2 separate regions of the Mus musculus genome follow, and region 2 is linked to region 1. Evidence: chromatin contacts called from public HiChIP or PLAC-seq data. All regions are on one chromosome and are shown on one strand. The core of a region is the stretch at or near the end of the contact, and the rest is flanking DNA. Distances in the headings are between cores, read along the strand shown.

Evidence for each region. HiChIP or PLAC-seq counts read pairs in DNA pulled down with a chosen protein or histone mark.
Region 2: an H3K4me3 HiChIP or PLAC-seq map of bone marrow-derived macrophages shows a contact between it and region 1, with 2.2 times the contacts expected there. The contact joins two enhancer-like sites. A contact is called at or near these places in 2 of 39 promoter capture datasets (embryonic stem cells and trophoblast stem cells), 2 of 15 datasets of contacts at CTCF or cohesin (CD8 T cells and the NIH/3T3 cell line), 23 of 484 Hi-C or Micro-C datasets (CD8 T cells, the G1E-ER4 cell line, Th1 cells and 5 more), 13 of 115 datasets of contacts at active chromatin or transcription factors (CD8 T cells, acute myeloid leukemia, bone marrow-derived macrophages and 3 more) and 4 of 9 other capture datasets (adipose tissue, embryonic stem cells, liver and 1 more).

What each region holds. Positions count from the first base shown.
Region 1 is chr5:65,982,566-65,986,252 of GRCm38.p6, forward strand. No RefSeq gene overlaps it. Among named protein-coding and RNA genes, the nearest start is that of Chrna9, 17 kb to the left of the region's middle. Within about 2 kb of position 1,681, at least 10 of the 459 cell types and tissues checked have an H3K27ac peak or open chromatin away from gene starts, as enhancers often do. A contact at or near this core is called in bone marrow-derived macrophages, where this site is marked.
Region 2 is chr5:66,067,898-66,071,496 of GRCm38.p6, forward strand. All of the region lies in intron 3 of Rbm47 (RNA binding motif protein 47), which reads right to left. Among named protein-coding and RNA genes, the nearest start is that of Gm40310, 59 kb to the left of the region's middle. Within about 2 kb of position 1,389, at least 135 of the 459 cell types and tissues checked have an H3K27ac peak or open chromatin away from gene starts, as enhancers often do. A contact at or near this core is called in bone marrow-derived macrophages, where this site is marked.

The DNA.
Region 1 (3,687 bases), core at 431-2,930:
TAAACGCTTACAGGATAGAAGCCAGCTTCCTTAAAGGGACAGTGAATAAAACTGTGGGTTTTGTTTTCTGCTACTTCAAGAAGTGTCCTTGTGTTCACCCCAGGGGTGTAGACTGTCTTCTTGGCAAACCTTCTTAGGGTTTCTCTTGCCTCCAGGGCTCTGAGATGTGACAGAGAGCAGTCAGGGGCGTTGTAGCTGTTTGCTGGTAAAAGAGAAATAAGAAGACTGACTGAATTTGTAACTCAGTCTGAGCTAGTCACATATACTTGCCCATGACTCTGAATTTTGAAGTATGTGTGGACAAAGGAGTATCAAAGACCAAAAGGCAGGGGGCTGGAGAGATGGCTCAGCAGTTAAGAGCACTGACTGCTCTTCTGAAGGTCCCGAGTTCAAATCCCGGCAACCACATGGTGGCTCACAACCATCCATAATGAGATCTGACTCTCTCTTCTGGAGTGTCTGAAGACAGCTACAGTGTAAGTAATATAATAAGTAAAGAGTATATATATTTTAAAAAGACCAACAGGCAAGAAAGATATGAACAGGCAACTGCACAGCCTCTTGCTTGAGAAGAAACTAGAAGTGATAGGAGGAAAAAAAATCAAATTTAAATCAGGCCCAGGCTTGGTGGGTCATATTTATATTCTAGCAATGAGGAAACTGAAACAGAAGGATGGCTGTAAGTTGGAGGCCAGCCTGGACTACAGTGAGGCCTTGTCTCAAAAAACTGGAATTGGGCAACGAATATACTGCCCCTAAACTCTATAAAAATGAATAGAGAAAGCAAAAAGGAATCTCAGTCTATTTAAGCATTTAACTATGAAAATGGGAGTAATTTAAATCAGTGAAGAAAGGCTACCTATCAGAAAATAAAATAAAATCAGGACATTGTTTACATAATACACAAAAATTAACTTGAGTCTCTACCTTCTTTTTTTTAAAGATTTATTTATTTATTTATTATATGTAAGTACACTGTAGCTGTCTTCAGACACACCAGAAGAGGGCATCAGATCTCATTATGGATGGTTGTGAGCCACCATGTGGTTGCCAGGATTTGAACTCGGGACCTTCAGAAGAGCCAGTCAGTGCTCTTAACCGCTGAGCCATCTCTCCAGCCCCGGGTCTCTACCTTCTTAACACTGTGACCCTTTAATACAGTTCCTTGTATTGTGGTGACTCCCAACCATACAATCATGTTCACTGCTACTTAGCTGTAATTTTGCTACTGTTTTGAATTGTAATGTAAATATCTGATATGCAGCAATGCCCAAAGGGGTCATGACCCACGGGTTGAGAACCACTGCTCTAAAATCTCAACTGTAAAAACCAAAACATAGGGAGCCGGGGAGCTAGCTCTGTCTTAAAAATTCCTGCCGTGCAAGCATGAAGAGCTGAGCTCAGGTTCCCAGCCCCAGCTCAGGTCCCCAGCCCCAGCTCAGGTCCCCAGCCCCAGCTCAGGTCCCCAGCCCCAGCTCAGGTCCCCAGCCCCAGCTCAGGTCCCCAGCCCCAGCTCAGGTCCCCAGCCCCAGCTCAGGTCCCCAGCCCCAGCTCAGGTCCCCAGCCCCAGCTCAGGTCCCCAGCTCAGGTAAAAGCTGCCAGTGGTGCTGCCTAAGGGACTTCTTGTTTTAGAGACAACAGCCAGAGAGAAAGAAGAAATACAGGGCTAAAGTTGTCCACTGAAACCAAGTTTGCAATACAGGAAATGGCTGAGTGAAACGCACTGGAGTCACAGCGTGGATTATTGTTTAGTCACCAAAAGAAATGTTGAAGGATCTACTGATGGAAATTGGGGGAGTTCTACAAGTCTTGGTTGACAAAAGAGAGACATAAAATAAAACCTATAAATATGACAGGATTTTTGTAAAGTAAATAATAACTACATACACATGTACATATATACAAATATGATTGTTTTCTAGAAAAATATAGAAAAAGTAAGGACCAGGTTATTACAGTTAATGGGTAGAGGGGATTTTTTTTTCTTTTGGTTTTTTGAGACAGGGTTTCTCTGTGTAGCCCTGGCTGTCCTGGAACTCACTCTGTAGACCAGGCTGGCCTCAAACTCAGAAATCCACCTGCCTCTGCCTCCCGAGTGCTGGGATTAAAGGTGTGCGCCACCACACCCGGCTCTGTTTGTCTTTTTAAAGTGTCCTCCACCGTGTCTTCTCTTAGACTGTGGCCACTTCGCTCATGGGGACTTGGGGGTTTGGTTTTTTGTTCTTGATTTTGTTTTTGTCCACATTTGTTTTGTTTGTTGTTGTTGTTGTTGGTCTTCCTACTCAGTCTTCACACTGGACTTGGTCTGGTGGTTGCTATGACCAAGCACCACCAACCACTGGCTTAGAGCAACTACATTTTGTTTCCTTGTGGTTCAGATTGGAGTTGCTGGCAGGAATCAGCTGTTTGGCATTTCCAGGGAAGAGCCCTTGCTTTGTCTAGCTCCCAACAGTTTCCTATAATCCTTTGCATTCCCTGGTTTTCAGCTCTTACATCCTCATACAGTGTGCTCCTTAACTGGCTCTCTATATATTTACAAAATTCTCTTCTCATAAGAACAACAGTCTCTAGATGCAGACATCAGCATGACCTTATTCTAACTTGGCTGCCTCCCCAAAGACCCTGTTTCTAAATAAAACCACATTCAGAAGCCTTAGGGCCTGGGGCCTTCAACATATCTTTTGTATTTTTATAATGATTTCAAGTTTCATTCCTATTGCTGCGATAAAATACTCTGACAAAAAGCAATTTTATTTTAGCTCAGCATTCCATGTTATGGCCTATTACCTCAGGCAAGTGACAGGGCAGGAGCTTGAGACAGTGGTCAGATCACATCCACAGCCCAGAGCAGGGAAAAATGAATGCATGCATTCCCACTTGCTTGCTCATGCTCAGCTCGATTGCTCTACTCTCACGCAGTTCAGGACCCCCTGCTTTAGGTAATGACTCTACCCATAGTGGGATGGGTCTTCCAGACATGCCCACCCAATGTATACTGCTGTTCATCGGTAGTTGTACATTCCCAGTCTTTCTAGGTTTTATCTTTTTTAAAATATTTATTTGTTTATTGTATGTATGCAAGTATACTGTAGCCGTCTTGAGACACATCAGAAGAGGGCATCGAATTCCATTACAGGTGGTTGTGAGCCACTGTGTGGTTGCTGGGAATTGAACTCAGGACCTCTGGAAGAGCAGTCAGTGCTCTTAACCACTGAGCCATCTCTCCAGACCCTAGGTTTTATCAAGTTGACAATTAAAGGTGATCATCCCAGGGGACACAGTTCAGCTCATACTAGACATGCATTGAATGATGAAATTATTTTTTAATTTAATTGAGATCACAGAATCTTCACTAAAAGAAAAAGAAGCATAGAAATTTGAGCAATGAAATCTTTATGATCTGAATAAAAATGTAATAAAAGAAAAATATAATTATCCATAGCCAGCAATTCAACTTTGGAAAAGTGTAATGATGATAGCAATAATAATAATAATAATAATGCTTATTATTATTATTATTATTATTATTATTATAGCTGGGCAGTGGTGGTGCATGCCTTTAATCCCAGCACTTGGGAGGCAGAGGCAGGCGGATTTCTGAGTTCGAGGCCAGCCTGGTCTACAGAGTGAGTTCCAGGACAGCCAGGGCTACACAGAGAAACTCTGTCTCAAAAAAACCAAATAATA
Region 2 (3,599 bases), core at 139-2,638, 85 kb after region 1:
AACCACACATACACTCACCAACTGCTTGGAGACAGGAAGATGTGACCAAGTAGTGAGGATGAAGACCCCATGACATCACAGAGGAAACCTAGGCTCTCCTGAGGAGATGAGAGGCCTCAATGTGTCCACACGATGCCTTTGGTTGACACCTAATAACTAACCCTCCGTTATGGGCTTCGAGGTTACAGCCATACAGAACTATACTCAGCACAAGCTTACAATTGAGTAGACTATACAAGGATGGGTCCTCACTAATTACACTGCTAGGCACAATAGATTGGTCACTGCTGGAGGTTTGTTGTTTGGTTAGGTTTTTGAGACAGGGGCACGGGTAGCTCAGGCTGGCCTAAATTTGCCACCCACGTGCTGGGATTACGCTTGCCGCTGCTAAAAGGTCTTCTTCTGCGTTCAGAGGGAATCCGTGGGTAACTTAGATGATACTGGTTTCTTGCTTCCTGACCAGGTTTCTCCAGCACTCGTCTGCTCATTTCAAGAGAGATATTCACAAATGGGTTTCCCCCCCAGGTGAGAATAAGAAATGACAGTTTCTCAGGAGAGATTAGTCAAATACTCTGTCCTCAGAGCAAAACCTTACTCGAGTGAAGACACAGAGCCTCCCCTCAGAAGATGCTTAGCTGTATACACAGGACCCTGGAGCCAGCACTGTCAGGATAGGGCAAGGACCTAGGTGGCGCATGATAACCAGAGATCAACAGCACCTGCACAGAGGAACCTTGAGGGGGCAGCTTACACCTGCTATCTTCCCCACCTCCAAGTCCCCAGCCCTCTTCCCATTCCTGGAAGTCACAAACACTCTCAACGTGTACAGTACCAAGCAAGCAAACATGCATGCACATGTTCTGGAAACAGACAAACATTGGCCTGATGCACTCTGCTTACCCACAAACCAAGGCAGCAGGAGAGCAAGCTTCAAGTTATCATCCGGCCTTATTGACCCTGGTTGGTGTGTTGGTTTATTTTTCTGGTTGCTGTGACCAAAAAAAAACATGTGACAAGAAGCTACTTAAGGGAGGGAAGATTTATGTGGACTCACAGTTTGAGACTACACACACACACACACACACACACACACACACACACACACACGAAATGTAATAAAATTCTTTTAAAAAGAAAAATAAGGCTTCATTCATGTAAGTATTGACTTGTTTATAAAAGGAATTCTAGAAGGTACCTTCAAATCTCTGCTAAGCTAGTTTTGCTTAGTCTGGTAATATACAATGGGTTCACAAAAACCAAAAGTGAACACTGTTCATCATATCCCAGGATACGAGTTCCCTAAAATCGATGAGGATGCTGAGACTGCCAGCAAGCCAGAGCCTCCTTTTGATGATTCTTAGCCAGCAAGCTGCTCACCGCAGCTCACAGCTGTCTGTAACTCCAGCTCCAGGAATCTGACGACCTCTTTCTTTGGGCCACTCAGGGCACCTACACGCACAGGCTCAAACACACACATGCGTGTAATTAAATATAAAGTCTTTTTTAAAAAGAGTTTTTTTTAATCTTTTAAAAGACTCAACAGTCACATAAGAATCATGAGGCTCAGCGGCTGCAGTGACCCCTTTTTTTTTTTTTTTTTTTTCAGTCATTTAGCTCTTCCTCTCCAGGGACATCGTGCACTTTCAGATTTTCTCATTACTCAGCCACAGAATCGCCACCACCTGCTACACACATGCACACCGGGGGGTGACTTAGGTTTCGAGAGTAGGTGTCCCCCTTCTCTCCACCTTGACCCCCTGCTTCCCTCAACTTAATTTTCATCTGTACAATCTTCAGCACGTAAAGGGTTGAAGGAAAAGCCCCGATGCTGCACGGTCAGCTCACCACACCCCGTTTACACCAAGGTCGCGCGCATTTTACAGGTGTTCCGATACCGTGGGAGGCTACGTCGTCTGCCTCGCATATTGGGTTACAGGGGTGAACTCGCTATGTTGGGCACGCCACCTGTTGTACCCTAACCACGTCGACACATTTCCCACGGCAAATCTGATATGTCCTTGCTGCTTTGTCCAGAGAAAGGAGTACAGAACTTCACTGGACGAATCAAGCCCGCTCTGAATTGAGGGGAAGCCAAGCACAAGGAGGAAGTGAACGGAACCCCACCCCCAACCCCGCCCCCTGCGTTGCTAAGAAATGTTTGACTCAGCTAAGGCCGTGCTTCTCCAAGTGGCTGGCTGGTGGAGAGAGTAGAGAGAAGCCAATGGCTGCACCTGAGTAAGAACCTCTGATCGTGCAGACCTTGACAAGGGTTGGATTCGGACACACATTTGATCATAGATTTGGAGCCAGTGACTAATATCTAGAATTTCCCTCTTCTTCTCTCATCAATTGTTGAAATATGAACTATAAATAACTAGAAACCAGGGAGGAAAGAGCAAAAATAATACAGTAACGTGGCTCTTTCTAGGTTGGGGGAGTCTTTCCCCAAAGGTGGTCACAGACCTAAGGTCACTGACCTTACTAGGTGAGCAGTGACTTACCGGTCTGCCTTGGCAGGAAGGGAGAGCCCAGGGCAGTAGTGAATAATAGTATCAGCCTAGAAGAGCTAAAGAGAATTCGGGGATTTGAATATTCCCACCAGTGAGCTACAACTAGGTGGTCAAAAGTCTTCCCCCTGGGTGGGAGAGATGACTCAGCAGTTAAGAGTAGGAGCTGTCCTTCCAGAGGACCCAAGTTCTATTTCTGGCACCCACCTGACAGTTCACAACCATCTATAATTTGTTCTAGGGGTCCTGATACCCTCTTCTGACTTCCAAGGGGACAGACATGCATGTGGTCCAGACATACAGGCAGGCAAAACATCCATGCAAATAAAATAAATCAATGCTACAATAATAATGATAATAAAATTCCACCTAGAGTCACAAATCTCCCCTATCCTTTAGCTTGGTGCTTACTGACTGTCTTATAGGTTTGCAAGCAGGAGTATTTTAATAATGCTGGAAATTTTACTTAAATAATATGTATGTATGTATGTATGTATGTATGTATGTATGTATGTATGTATGTATGTATACGTATGTGAATATACTGGAAATTGTGTTAGCCATAGAACTCAAAAGACAAAATGAAATGTTCTCTCTCTCTCTCTCTCTTACACACACACACACACACACACACACACACACACACACACACACACACACACACACTCATCTGGGAGTTGTTGGGAGACAAGTTCCTTGATCTCAAGCAGATTGAAAGTTAAGTTTCTTGATTTTACAAAGGAGCTTGGACATCTAGAAACTCTAGAAAGAGGTGGAACCAGGGAACTTTGAAAACTGCACACCTGTGATCCATCTTGTGATGGATAGGAATTCAGGTGTTCAGATTCTCTAAAGATGGTCTTTGATTTCACATTGTCCTTAGAACATACCCCCCAGGGGCTGGCGAGATGGCTCAGTGGGTAAAAGCACCTGACTGCTCTTCCAAAGGTCCCGAGTTCAAATCCCAGCAACCACATGGTGGCTCACAACCATCCGTAACGAGATCTGACTCCCTCTTCTGGAGTGTCTGAAGACAGCTACAGTGTACTTACATATAATAAATAAATAAATCGTAAAAAAAAAAAAAAAAGA